Regions from separate parts of the Mus musculus genome. Here region 2 is linked to region 1. A link is a contact called in public HiChIP or PLAC-seq data. All regions are on one chromosome and are shown on one strand. Each heading gives the region's core, a stretch centred on a gene start, on an enhancer-like site or on the middle of the called end of the contact. The rest is flanking DNA. Distances are from core to core; before and after follow the strand shown. Region 1 holds the start of Slf1 (SMC5-SMC6 complex localization factor 1). Region 2 overlaps Fam172a (family with sequence similarity 172, member A).

Region 1 (7,047 bases), core at 4,063-6,562:
TATTCACATGTTTATCAGAAAAACAGGAGGCGTATTAGTTATCTTTTTGGTAATAAACCTTGGACATGCACAAAACTAGCATTTTTTAGAAAGGAAAGACTAATCTAATTGCCTTCTGTAATTATGTTATTAACCTGAGGTAAAGGCTTATATAACACAGCAATGTTTTTGAATATCATACTATATGACTAAGATGGCCTATGTTGTTAAATATATATGACTACATGGGACAATTAATGTATACATAAACACGACAATATAGACTATGGATGTATTTTATATATAAGAGTTCTCCTATATCCTGCAAAATTAAGAGAACAGTAAACAACAGCCTGATGTGTCAATAAGTTAAAAGAGAACATTACAAGCATGTACCTAATGCAATAACATATATTTGTTTTATAGTCGCATATGCCTGTAACTAGGGGAGAAAGCTACTTTTCATAAACTCAAAGGAATTACTTAAGTAAATTCTTTAATAATTTTATTTAGAAAATGACACATTGTTTTAGAAATAACCAAGTAAAACTCAATGCATCTATAAATACTGTCTTGGTATTTATCCAGTGTTTTTATAAATCTCAAGCCAGTTTTCAGAGGAAACTATGACTTTAAACACACTCTCTCTCTCTCTCTCTCTCTCTCTCTCTCTCTCTCTCTCTCTCTCTCTCTGTGTATGTATTTGTAAATGTATGCATGTACCTATATCAATAAGCAAGGCAATCGAAGTAGGATTAAGTTTTATGTAGGTGGTATGTTCTGAAGTATGGAGGACTGAGAGCTTACTTCTAAAGATCTTTGAATATAGGAAAGAACAAACAATCCATAACACAGTTAATACTAGTGGCATTTCTAGAAAGATTCCATATCTTCCTAGCTGAGGTGGGGGTAAGAGAATGAGAGATATGAACCTTCAAGCACCAACACAGATGACAACATCACATAAAAGAGGAGAAAAGAGACCATTAGTTTTTAGCAACTACATGTTTATCTTTATAGTAATTTACATCACTACATTTATAATTATAAAAAAGTTCTTTGTAGTAATTTAAAAACTTCCTACGAATAATTCTTTAAAATGTACTTACCCTGAATCATACAAAACACAAAACTAAGAAGGCAGTGATTGTGAAAAGAGCTGCCCTTTATACATAGCAAGCAACTGTCACTGTGGTGTGGACTTTCTTAAAATATCTCTCACCACGGCCTATCCTTGATGCCTGAAATTCTTTGACAGTTGGTGTCAGCCAGAAGCACCAGGAAACTACAGTTCTCATTACTGTGATCATGTATATTCTATCCTAAGTTTTTAAATAGAACATTTGAATTCTTTACAATATGCCAGTACTGGCACATGTTTGAAGAATGGAATTACAATATGTTAAAAAGGAAATTTAGAAAGAAAAGTATAGACAATCAAGCATGGTGGAGTATAGCTTTAATCCCAGCACTTAGGAGGCAGAGGCAGGTGGATCTCTGATTCAAGCCAGCTTGGTTGGTCTACACTGTGAGTTCCAGGCCAACAACAGCTACAGTGAGACCCTGACTCAAAAACAAAGAAACAACTACAACAAAAAAGAAAAAAACAAACAAACAAAACCCAAAACAACAATAACAAAGGTAAAAAAATAAAGCAAAGGCTTCCGGTTGGGTTGAGGCAGAACAATGACTACAAGACAGAGGTCAGCATAGACAGAGTGAAACCCTATGGGACAGGATAGGCAAACAGGGTAGGTGAGAGGGTAGGATCAACAGTTGGCTAAACAAATTGCTTCAGAAAGAAGTCATTGTGCCTAACAAAGTCCTTGGAACAAGTGAGGGTAAATCTTTCCTATTCTGCATTATAATGTTTTATAACCACTCATATGTATATATATGTGTTTTAGTTCTTATACATATATAAGAACTAAATTTTTACTTTTAAAATTATCTTTACCAATATTTGTTTTTTAATTTCAACAAACACTGAGTATAGAACATTTCAAAAGTACTACGAGTATATAGCAATTTAAATCATCTCTAATTTTTTTACATTATAAAACTGATGTATTAGTTTTGTGTGTGTATGAAAAACAAGCATATAACAAAATGTGGGCATGTATTTAAATTTTTTATTAATTTTGGATTTTTGATTATTTTTCCATTGTTTTAAAACCGCATGTTAAAAATTAGCAGTCTCTTTGTTTTCATTATAATAGGATAATATTTTGATTTAAGACCATCTTTTACTGGAGATTATTTGAACAGACTTTTACAAAATATATACAAGTCTCCAGGACGGTTAATTTCACAGCTTTGAATTCACAATTTGAGAGATTTAACTGAAAAATTAAATTTAAACTTAAAATTACAATGAAATTGAGTATGGCCAAAGCTCTGGATTTCTGTTTTACAATACTGCTACAATACATACACTACAATAGCATACACTCCTATACTATGTGAGTTATATTCTGCTGGCTCTGAATTGTGTAATTACAGGTGGAGTGTTGGAATCCTGGCCTACGAAATAGACCTTTGGTCTAATATATCAAGCCTTTGGAATTTGTTTTAAAAAATGTTGTTAGTGGCTCAGCAGGTAAAGGCTCTTGCCACCAAGCCTAAAGACCTGATTTGATCCCAATACACAGATGGAACATATATATACACAGGCACACACAAAATAAACATAAAAAGAAGCCATCTTACTTCCTGTCCCACCTTCCCATAATGTGACCTTATTTAACTGAGGTCTGGAGGGACTGAGAATGGAGCTCAAAGCTACTGTGTCTACATAGCATCTGCAAGACCCTAGGCTCAATCTACAAGCAACATACAAAACACAAATCTAAACAAAAAACCCTAAGTCCCTAGTGATGAGATTTCTGAAATATTCTTGAATATTAAAAAGAAATGGTCATTAATTCCTTTAATGAAGAATTTGGAAACAGAGAATTAACAAAATGTGTAAGAAAGAAAAAATAGGAGACTGAAGAACAATGTAGAGACATTCCTATCTCTCCAACACTATACATGGTGCTGGCTGGACTAAAACTTTGAATTTGGGATTAAAGTAGTCCTTAAGAAGCAAACTGTAAGAAAAGCACAAGTCTAAGATTAATTAAAATGATTGATTTAATTCTTATTAAGAACCAAGTGTGTTCTACAAGTCTAAAAACTTCATATATTTATCCAGTATATCTACCTAAATGTAGATGAGAATACAAGATACTGGTAAGAATGCTGGAAATTACACCTAATTTAACCTAGATAAGGAAATAAATACTGAGTCAATCCCTAGTACCAAGGGCAGAGAAAAAAAAAAAAAAAAACCTACCTTGAGGATTTAAATCTTTGGATAGACAGTGAAACCAAGATTTAAGTCTGTTACTGTGGAAAGGCTATGCCTTTTCTACAATGCCAATCTGGCTTAAATTTTAGACTTAATCTACCTCTCTTAAACAATCTTATGAGGCAATTTTACAAAGCAATCTAATTTCTATCAGTATAGCAGGAAGGTAATACTACATGAAAAAAGAATCTACTACGTGGGATAGGAGACATTTAGAACAACAAAATGAAGAAATTAAACAATTATTAATCATTTTCAAAAACATAATTCCAATATCTAAAATATTCACATATTTCCTGGAATATTCTAAAGAGTTTTATTACTTTCCTATTGATAAAAGTTTCTATTTTTCTCTCTCAAAACAGATTTGGATCAATTATTGAAAATTTTCATGCATATTATTAAAATAATATATTTTAAATTTCAAAATAATCTTGTTGGAATCGCTTAAAAAGAACAGGTGATGTTCGACTTAAGTTCTGAAAGTATTCAGTCTCCTTTAGCCTTATGATTTTAACCTATGGAGAACTGAATTTATTCTTTACCTGGTTTTTAAAACAGTGGAAATTTGTAGAATAATACAGCCAAGAAACAAACTGAAAATACTATTTAATTAGTAAGCCTATACTATTGGTTTCCTAAAAATCAAAGAGGCAGCCATGGAAATTGTGAATGCATGGAATGGAATTTTAACTGCTCTTTATTTTGATTATGAAAAGGAATTACAACAGACTACTGTTTCATACACCAACATGATCTAAGCTTTCTGCTTTACAAAAGCAAAAATATTCTAAATCATATCATTGATTTTCACCCAAGTCAATGAAGCATGAGAAAAATCTCGACTAAGAAAACAGGTCTAACTGAAGTTTAGTTGCTTATTGAAGACTGTCTCACATTAAGATATATCTAAACATTTGAGTGTTTCAACATCCTAGGTCGTGAAATTCTTAATGTTACCTTACAAATAATCAAATTTCTTCTCACACAAATCTACCCAAATGATCAAGCTATGTTTTGAACACCTAGAATAAACAAGAATCATTCCATTCACAGCAACAGCTTGAAAACCAATATAAGACCTGGGTCGTGATTGAATTCAAGTCATTTCCAATGTTTCAAAGGAATTTTTTCTCTTATTTATTTATCTATTTTCCTCTGTAGAGGATAGTCATTTTTCACAAAAGAGCTTGGGGAATTGAAAATCAATTTCGATCAACCACAGGTCCCAAATCCCGATTTGGAGTATTAAGGTAAATGAGTATCAATTTAGCCAGACCTTGAAAACGCAATACATTTCTGTCACTTAGAGTTGTCCTGGTGCTCAGGAACCCCAGGAACACAAACCCTTCCTTTAGGAGAGGTGCTCGCGCGCTGCTGTTCAAAGCCTACAATACCGCTGAGATAAAAAGCTCATTTTCATTTCGGTGTGAAAAACAATTCTACTCGAGAGAAAGAATGTCTCGTTTTTCATCTTAATGAAAGGCAGGCCCTGGGAATCCCTGCCACCTTCATGGAAGCTAAGGTTTGTAGGCATCCAAGAACTGGCACGGGGTGAGGCGTCCTAGGCGGTTCTATGGAAACGGGAGACGCGAGCGGCCTAGCGCCCGGAGCCCCGGCAGCGGGCAGCGGCCTGGGCGCGCTGCGGGGCTCGCCAGGGACCTGTCTGCCCAGAAGGGCCGGGCAGGCCGAGATCGGAGGGCCCGGCCATCGGCACGGGCGCGGGCCCCGAGTTCACCTTGAAGGAACCAAGGCTGTGAAAGCACGAGCGCCAAGCGCCTCCGCGGCCCAGAGAGGACGGCCGGGAAGTCAGAGGCGCTGCCTGAGAACGCGGTAAATGGCGTCTTCCGAGCTGAGGCGCTTTACCTTCCCGGCCGAAGCTTCTGGGCTGGTTTCGTCTTGCGAAGCTGCCGGTGGTGGCGGTAGGGGCGACGACTACCACCGTAGGACTCCCTGCTCCAATAAACTAGGTTCTAGGAAACAATTTCCCGCCGCGCGCTCGGCGTTCCCGGAAGCAGTTTACCAGTTCCGGGTGGTTGTCAGTGACGCTCTCGAGCGGTCGCCAGGGCTGCCTGAGATGCCGACTATTTGGTTCTGGCCAGCGCGTCAGGCCCTTGCAGGATCAGCGCCATAGACGGAGATTGGTAAGTGACTTTTCCCTCTCTTCCCGGTGTTTTCGGCCTGCCAGCTACCTGCCGAATGTGGATAGGACCGAGAAGTGAGCAGACAGAAGTTGGCCCCCTAAATCCCCATCCTTTCCTCTGGTGCCTGATCCTCCTTGAGGCTGGAGAAGGCCCTGGGATCCGGCTCACTGTCTTCATTCGCTTGACTTACCTCCAACGTGGAAGTCGATCTTAGCCGAAGACAACTGGTTCTGTGCAGTGTTTCTACCCTGTCTATTCGCAGGGTTTGGTCTCCCTGTTTCTTGAAAGTTACATTATGTACCCTTTACTGAATACTGTTAAAATAGTTGGGGGTTCACTTGGGAGGGCAAGCAGGCAGCTGAAGACGGCGGCTTTTGCATGCATTCAGAATGGGACATTCCTGATTTTCAATTAATTGAACTTTTCTCCTTCAGTTTTAATTAAAAATGGCTTCTGTTTTTGTTTTTTTTGTTTTTTGTTTTTTTTCTGCTATGCATTACTGAGACGCTATCATTCCTATAACGGTATGCATCAGCTTTAGATACACGTTTTATGTTGTGGAAATCATTGATTAGAATCAGGTACACTTTCAGTAAGGAATGTTCTGACTTTACTATGAACTCACTGCGAATAGTTCAGGATAATTTTGGGTGGGGATTTGGAGTTACCCAGAGGAGTTGTAAAGAGAAATTGCTTTTGACAAATGTCTAGTTCGAGGAAAGATGCTCATTTATTCAAAGACGCAAAAAGTGTTACTCTTTCTTGACCAATGCAGTTTCCTCGGGGGAGTTCACTCATCCTCTTATTATTTGTTGATCACCTTTTCCCATTTCTCCAAATCAGTCAATCTCAAAAGACGTCTAGAGTGTACCATAAATTAAAATATAATATTAGGACTAGAGAGATGGTACACTGATTAAGAGCTCTCTGCTCTTCCAGAGGTCACTAATTCAATTCCCAGCACCCACATGGCAGCTCACAACTATCTGTAACTCTAGTAACATGAGATTCAGTGACCTCTTCGGGTGTGCAGGTATACATGCAGATGAAACACCATGTACATAAAATATATGCATAAACAAATCTTTTTAAAAAGAAAAATGTCATATATTCAATTAAAGGGACCTGAAGCATCAGACAAGCGCCCCTTTGCCTTTTGAGAGTAAAACTATATTTAGAAAAGCATGTTGATCTTTTTAACTGCCTGTTTGATTAATCACTGAACTTTTATAGTTTCTGAATGATGCAAATATTGTCACCTTATGATTTTTTTAACTTATATCTTAAACAGTTATAAATACTTTCAGGGAGATTTTATGTTCGTCACGCATAGCAACTAGCTTTAAAAAAAAAAGCACTGTTCTTATTTGTGCCTTGGATTCATATAGCACTTCATGAATGCTCACAGGTGTCTCTGCCTTCTGCCTAGCAGTTTATATTCACTATTTAATGTTTACAAAAGAAAAATCCTGTCTCTTTGCATACATTTTATAGTGCAACTGAGAGGTCGTAACATATACGTATAAAATTGTCATGACTGAGATTCCAGTCTTCCTGATTCTGGAACTTAGC
Region 2 (7,072 bases), core at 1,196-3,695, 980 kb after region 1:
TGTGGAGCTGAAGGTAATAGAAAGTTCCAACTTTGACTTATCTTAAAGCCTGTCATTTGTAAAGACTATGACGGGATTTAAAGATAACTCAAAGTAGGAACTTGTATAAAAATTTTGTGTTGCTTTATACAAAAGTGAGTGTGTAGAACAATTCAAGTGTTAAAATGCAACTATAAATGCAACTTTAAGAAGACATTGTGGTCAATGTGAACTAACCAGTACCCCCAGAGCTCCCTGGGACTAAACCACCAAACGAAGAAAACACATGGTGGGACTCATGGCTCCAACTGCATATGTAGCAGAGGATGGCCTAGTCGGTCATCAATGAGAGGAGAGGCCCTAGGTCCTGTGAAGATTCTATGCCCCAGTATAGGGGAATGAATGCCAGAGCCAGGAATGGGATTGGGTGGGTTGGGGAGCAGGGGGAGAGGAGAGGGGGTAGAGGATTTTTGGAGGGGAAACTAGGAAAGGGGATAACATTTAAAATGTAAAAAAAAAAATTTAATTAAAAATAAAATTAAAAATAAAATTAAAAAAGAAAGAAAGGAAGGAAGGAAGGAAGGAAGAAAGAAAGAAAGAAAGAAAGAAAGAAAGAAAGAAAGAAAGAAAGAAAGAAAGAAAGAAAGAAAGAAAGAAAGAAAGAAAGAAAAAGACATTGTGGGACTGGAGATATGAGCAGTTAAGAGCATGGATTGCTTCAATTCTCAGCAACCACATGGTGGCTCACAACCATCTGTATTGGGATCTGATGCCCTTTTCTGATGTGTCTGAAGGCAGTGGCAGTCTCATATAAATAAAATAAATCTTTTTTTAAAAAGACATTGTAGTAGGGTGACTGTACCTAGAATCGTCTCTCTATGGCCTTTCCTTTCTATTAAAGTAGAAACTAGTTCAAGATAAAAGTAATTGGCCATCAGCATATAAGAAAACAATCATATTATATCATAAAATTTATCTATGAGTTTTCTTACAGTCAAGACCAAACAAAGAATGGAAATGATGGCTGGCAAGCTTGACCTTGCTTAGAAAGCAAAAGCATGCAAGCTCATATGGAAAGCTATACTGTGTATACTAAATACCAAAAAAGTCACCACATACATGCTGTTTTCTCATAAATAAGTTGTTATTTATTAAATTCTTAGACTGATGTCTCACTCCTCCTAAGACTACAAATGCCTTGAAGTCAGTGATCTCATCTTTTTTGTTAACCTCTTAGCCTCAGCTGTCTAAAGTAAATGTTTCTAGAAGGAAAAAGGAAAGCAAAATTACATAGATTACTCACTATCCAAGAAATAGAAACTAACACAGTGGGAGATGTCTTTCACCAAAGCACTACAAAATAGTCAGCCTCCCTTACATTGTTGGTGTTTTATATCAATGATTAATAAAAGCATACAGTATAATATTGGATTATGTCTAAATTTTAGGATTAAGAGACAAACTACATTGATTCTTATCATAAGTCACTGTATAATGGAAGAACCTAAACAATATGTAATGTATGTACCTTAATCTCAACTCTTCAATGTCTGTTAGTTTTTCTGGTAGGAAATGAATGCATAAGAATAAGGCCTCCAATGAGAGCCTGAAGTAAGCATCTCTTGAGCTTTAAGTAACAAAGATCCTAGAAAAACTGAGAGAACAGTTGCTGTTGCATTAGAAATAATAGAAGCCCAACTTAAAATCCTGAGAAAGGCCATTTACTCTTCACAGAGAGAAAACTTTGCAAAAGTCCTGTCCAGTGTAAAGAATAGCCACTTACCTCACTAAAATATATGAAAATAAGAAGTATTACCTTAAAAACAGTGCCCATGAAAGCAAATTTAGTTGCTGATGTTTTTAATAAGAATTTGGACAAAAAAAAAAAAAAAAAAAAAACTTGCATGTCAAGGAAAAATCAATTGCGACATATCTTCCATAAAGTCAAGTGTTCTAATGGAACTTTCTGCTCATCTCCCTTCTCCCTTGCTAATGTCTGCCCAATGGGCTAACAGGTTGTTCTCGTCAAGTGGACTGTATCTCGGTTTTCTCAGTTCTTGTGCTGCCTCTCACAGAGTGGACACCTATAAAACATCAAGCAAACTGCAGACTGACTATTGGCTGTGCTCACAGAGAGGCTGCACACTCAGGGCTCCTGATATTCTATTCCTCTTATCTGAGATCTGCAGATAGTAAAGTGTTAACTTATCCCTGTATACAATTCTCCATGCTCTCTCAGGCATATGGGAAGCACACTCTTTACAGAGGCTCATCTTCCATAGCTACAGTTCACATGTACTGAAAAACAATGTATGTGAGGCACCTAACCCCTGGTGAGCAGCAAGGACAGCATGGAAAATTAAAAAGATGTAGGTGGCCCTGGAAAAGCTTTATCCATCAAGCATACATCTTGTGGGGTGTTACTAACACCTTGGGGGCTCAGGAAGCAGGTTCTTACCATGTGAGAGACCGTGCAGGCATAAAGCTGCATCCTTACCACACGAGAGACCATGCGGGCGGAAAGCTGCATCCTGCCCAAGCCTCAAAACTCTGCCTGGTTTTGTTGTGAGTAATGTCCATCTGTCATTTGGTTGGACCAAAAGGAAGATGTGAGGTGTTCTCTGTTTGTTTCTTTTTTAAATGCATTAAGTGTGGTGAGATATTAAAGATCAAAATAATATAGCAATACCCTATTTCTTCCTTTTATGACTTTTAAATAAAAAAATAAAAGTAGATAAATCTGAATAGCATATGAATCCATAAAATTATTTCTCGGTAATAGAAATAGTTCTTTTTACTGAGAACCCTATTAAAACAGAAAGTAGCATTAAATCCAGTTTTAACCAAATGTATTCTTTAAGCTTTGTTATCTGTATATCCAAAGGCTTCTCACAGTCATATTTGTATGATGAGGTTGTTGAAGATAAGAGACTTCTAAGTGGGTTAGAGGCAGACATGCCTTAGCTCATCATTTTTACTATTTGGAACCTGACACCTGCATTTTTAAAGCATATATTTATGCTTAGAAAATAAAACATTTGCAGTACTTAGAACATTTATGTTTCTAGTTTTCAGTGAGGTCCAATTGAGCTTCCACTACTTCATATTCACATTCATATTCAGTCAACAAATGCATGTTACATGCTGACTTTGCAAATTCTCACGGGAAGAAGACACAACAGGAGCCATGGCAGAGCCTCTGCCTTAAAGGAGTAGACATTTTAGAAAGAAGAAATGAACAATAAGCATGAGGCAAAATGAAATCTATTACAAAAACTCCCCAACAAATAATTGATATCACATATTAGGAAGTGTGTTGACAAACACTTAGAAAGGCAACGAGATCATGAATAACTAGGACTGGAAAGCTTAGGAAGTGGAGACGTGGTTCTCCTTTGGCTAAGGATATGTATGTGGACTCTCTGCACTTCTCTGTCCATGTTAAGGCTGTGTGCTTTCACTCATGCTGTATCACTGCCTAAGATATTTTATCTAGGAGACGAAAAAGAAACACACTAAGCCACTTAAATTTCTTGTCCCTTCCCTTGTAAATTACCGACCTTCTTTCAAAGATGAAATTTCTCACCTATTCGCCAATACCACTTATAGGCTAAGTGTTCCTTTAGCCATTGGGAGTGAATCAGATGCTGTGCAGAAGAACATCACAAATGTCCACATTATGTGAAATTTAAGGCTACAAAGTCAAAGAACTCCTAGTAAGACAGTGAGAGAGAGAGGTGGATAGGCAGAGCATAAAACTCTGTTTCTGAATTACTGTAACTGTAAAACTCCTGGAAGTTGGTACAAGGTAGTGTGTGTGTGTGTGTGTGTGTGTGTGTGTGTGTAACTATAAATGCTTCCATAAATTGGACTAAACGTATATGGTCAATGCAACTGACAATTTTATGAAAAGAAATAACAATGCATCTAGACTTGAGAATAAAGAACACAAATAGCTCATATATCTGACACTGAAATTTATATTTCCATCGGGATGGTGCTCTAGGATGTATAAAACCCTTTTTCATATATAATTTTATACATTCCCCAAAAATGACATAACATGAATATTATTGTTTCTACTTTGTAAGTGAAGAAATAGAGTCTCAGCAATGTGATTTTCAGAGAATCATAAAGCTAAAAAAAGTTAAAAATTGATATCTTATCCAGGAATTATCTGTGTAAGTCCTGGGCACATTCTACTGCTATAGTTGCCAATGTGTCCTCAAGAGGAGCCACATAGAAACAGAAGCCGTTAGACGACTTGTGATAGGACTGAGGACCCGAAGCTGCGATTGTCATGTGCATGGGGGCGTCATCAGTAGCACCCTTTAACAACAGAAAGCTACCAAAGTATGAACAAGAAAAATGGTTCCCGGATTCAGTCAGAAACATAATAAATGATTTTTATAAAGAATGTTTCTAAACATAGGAGTTGTATTCATAAAAGTTGCACAGGTGTTAAAGAAAGCTTTGATAAAGGAAAATGGAGTTTGTGTGCTGATCATACTCAAATGTTTTATAAACAAGGGAGCATTAAAAATTAATGTTGTTTTATAGTTGATAGGAACAGGGAAGGTACTGTAAAGTGACTCTAGACACTAGTAACAAACAGTAATTTCAGCAGGGTTTAGGAAGGATCTTGAGAGACTTTAGCATAGAGAAATATAAACCTATTTAATTCTTAAAATGTAAAAACTACATTTTAAAATTTAGTAGTCATGCCATTAGTTTTGGAGAATAGGGACTTTCAAAAGAAATGAAAGTAATGCCATCAACATGGAAATATGTGTCTTTAATATGATGCACCATTACTATGGTTCTAAAGTAGAAAGAGCACTCTGGGGCTGAAGTTTCTGTGAGTAGTAGAGCTGTGCTTAATATAGACAGAACCCTGGGCTCAATCCCTAATTCTTTTAAAAAATTCTGTCACTCGATAACATCATTAAAATGTACGTCAAAGTAAGGAAGACATTTCCTATTAAATTATTTCTCTGCCCTTACCCCAGTGGTCCTTTCTGTCTTCCTGTTCACTATTGGTACTCCTGATTCAACATATGAAGACCTTATAGCCAGGATCCACATGTACAAGGAACTGTGCAGAATCTGTCCATCGGGGCCTTGGTTACCTCACTCACAGCTTAGTTCTTATCCAGCCCTATCTTTTACCTGCAAATGTCATAATTCCACATTTCCTTAAAACTAAATAAAAGGAAGACTTCCTCTCTCTCAGTGACAGAGCCTCTTGGTTCCGTCTACATTTTGAGCCTGGGCAGGTAAATTTAACACAATGGATTTCTCCAAGCTACCCAAAATCCATGATGAAGATAAAGAAAGCACATTTAGTTCTGTGCATGGAGACTCAGGGCCTATGATTACAGCCTGTGACATGGCAAGTGCTACTATGTATGAGCTGGTGATAGTGGGGCACAGCAAGCTGGTTGGAGAGATTATTCAATTGGAAGGTGACATGGCCACCATTTAGGTGTATGAAGAAACTTCTGGTGTCTCTGTTGGAGACCCTGTACTCTGCACTGGTAAAGCTCTCTCAGTAGAGCTGAGTCCTGGCATTATGGGAACCATTTTGTCAATGAGAACTCACTCATCAAACACAAAATCATGTTACCCCCATGTAACAGAGGAAGCGTGACTTACATCGCACCGCCTGAGAATTATGATGCATCTGATGTCATCCTGGAGCTTAAATTTGAAGGTGTGAAGGAGAAGTTCAGCATGGTCCAAGTATGGCCTTTTCAGTGACAGGTGCAGCCTGTCACTGAAAAGCTACCTGCCAATCATCCCTTGCTTACTGGCCAGAGAGTTCTCAATGCCCTTTGTCCGTGTGTTCAGGAAGGAACTACTGCTATTCCAGGTGCTTTTGACTGTGAAAAGACTGATTTCCCACTCTCTATCCAAGTCTACATCAGATTCAGTGAAAGAGGAAATGAGATGTCAAAAGTTCTCCAGGCCTTCCCTGAGCTCACCATGGAAGTTGATGGCAGTCAACCATGCAGAGGACAGTGCAGGTAGCCAATACCTCCAATATGCCTGTGGCTGTAAGAGAAGCCTCCATTTACACTGGAATTACACTATCAAAATATTTCTGTGACATGGGCTACCACATCAGTATGATGGCCTACTCTACCTCGAGATGGGCTGAGGCTCTAAGAGAAATCTCTGGTCTCTTAGCTGAAATGCCTGCAGGTAGTGAATACCCTGCATACCTTGATGCCCGGCTGACTTCTTTCTGTGAGCGAGCGGGCAGAGTGAAATGTCTCAGAAACCCTGAGAGAGAAGGGAGTGTCAGCATTGTAGGAGCAGTTTCTCCACCTGGGAGTGATTTTTCTGATCCAGCCAGTCACTTCTGCAACTCTTGAGTATTCTTCAAGTGTTCTGGGGCTTGGATAAAAAGTTAGCTCAACGCAAGCACTTCCCCTCTGCCAGCTGGCTCATCAGCTACATACATGCCTTGGACAAGTATTATGACAAACACTTCACAGAGTTTGTTCCTCTGAGGACCAAAGCTAAGGACATTCTGCAGGAAGAAGAGGATCTGGTGGAAATTGTGCAGCTCGTGGAAATGCTTCTTTAGCGACGATGGATAAAATCACTCTGGAGGAAGCAAAACTTATTAAAGATGACTTCCTACAAAAAAATGTGTACACTCCTTATGACAGGTTCTGTCCATTCTACAAGACAGTGGGGATGCTGTCCAACATGATTTCATTCTATGACATGGCCCACCAAGCTATGGAGACCACTGTCCAGAGCGACAGTAAGATCACATGGTCCATTATCCTGGAGCAGATGGGGGAGATTCTCTATAAACTCTCATCCATGAAATTCAAGGATCCAGTGAAAGATGGCGAGGCAAAGATGAAGGCTGACTATGCGCAGCTTCTTGAAGATATGCAGAATGCATTTTGTAACCTTGAAGACTGGAACTGTGATTTCGTTCTTCTTCTTCTTCGGCAAGCTCATACCTATATATTTTCCTGAATTTCTCATCTCCAACCTTTTGCTTCCTTATTGTGCAGCTTTAAGACTAGTGCCTATGTGTGTTCTTGTTCATTTTGCTGTTTCTTTGGTAGGT

The links. HiChIP or PLAC-seq counts read pairs in DNA pulled down with a chosen protein or histone mark.
Region 2: a contact with region 1 is called in an H3K4me3 HiChIP or PLAC-seq map of pro-B cells, with 4 times the contacts expected there. The contact joins the enhancer-like site here to the promoter of Slf1 in region 1. A contact is called at or near these places in 4 of 39 promoter capture datasets (cranial neural crest, hippocampal neurons, liver and 1 more), 1 of 484 Hi-C or Micro-C datasets (cortical neurons), 4 of 115 datasets of contacts at active chromatin or transcription factors (bone marrow-derived macrophages, forebrain, large pre-B cells and 1 more) and 2 of 9 other capture datasets (adipose tissue and liver).

Annotation. Positions count from the first base shown.
Region 1 is chr13:77,130,156-77,137,202 of GRCm38.p6, forward strand. It overlaps Slf1 (SMC5-SMC6 complex localization factor 1), which reads right to left and starts at 5,313. Exons shown (of 21, transcript NM_134071.3): 1 at 5,198-5,313. It overlaps 2210408I21Rik (RIKEN cDNA 2210408I21 gene), which reads left to right and starts at 5,381. Exons shown (of 20, transcript NM_001145676.1): 1 at 5,381-5,475.
Region 2 is chr13:78,115,801-78,122,872 of GRCm38.p6, forward strand. The region is part of intron 9 of Fam172a (family with sequence similarity 172, member A); the gene reads left to right. It also overlaps the pseudogene Gm18990. Among named protein-coding and RNA genes, the nearest start is that of 3110006O06Rik, 52 kb to the right of the region's middle. Within about 2 kb of position 2,446, at least 3 of the 459 cell types and tissues checked have an H3K27ac peak or open chromatin away from gene starts, as enhancers often do. A contact at or near this core is called in pro-B cells, where this site is marked.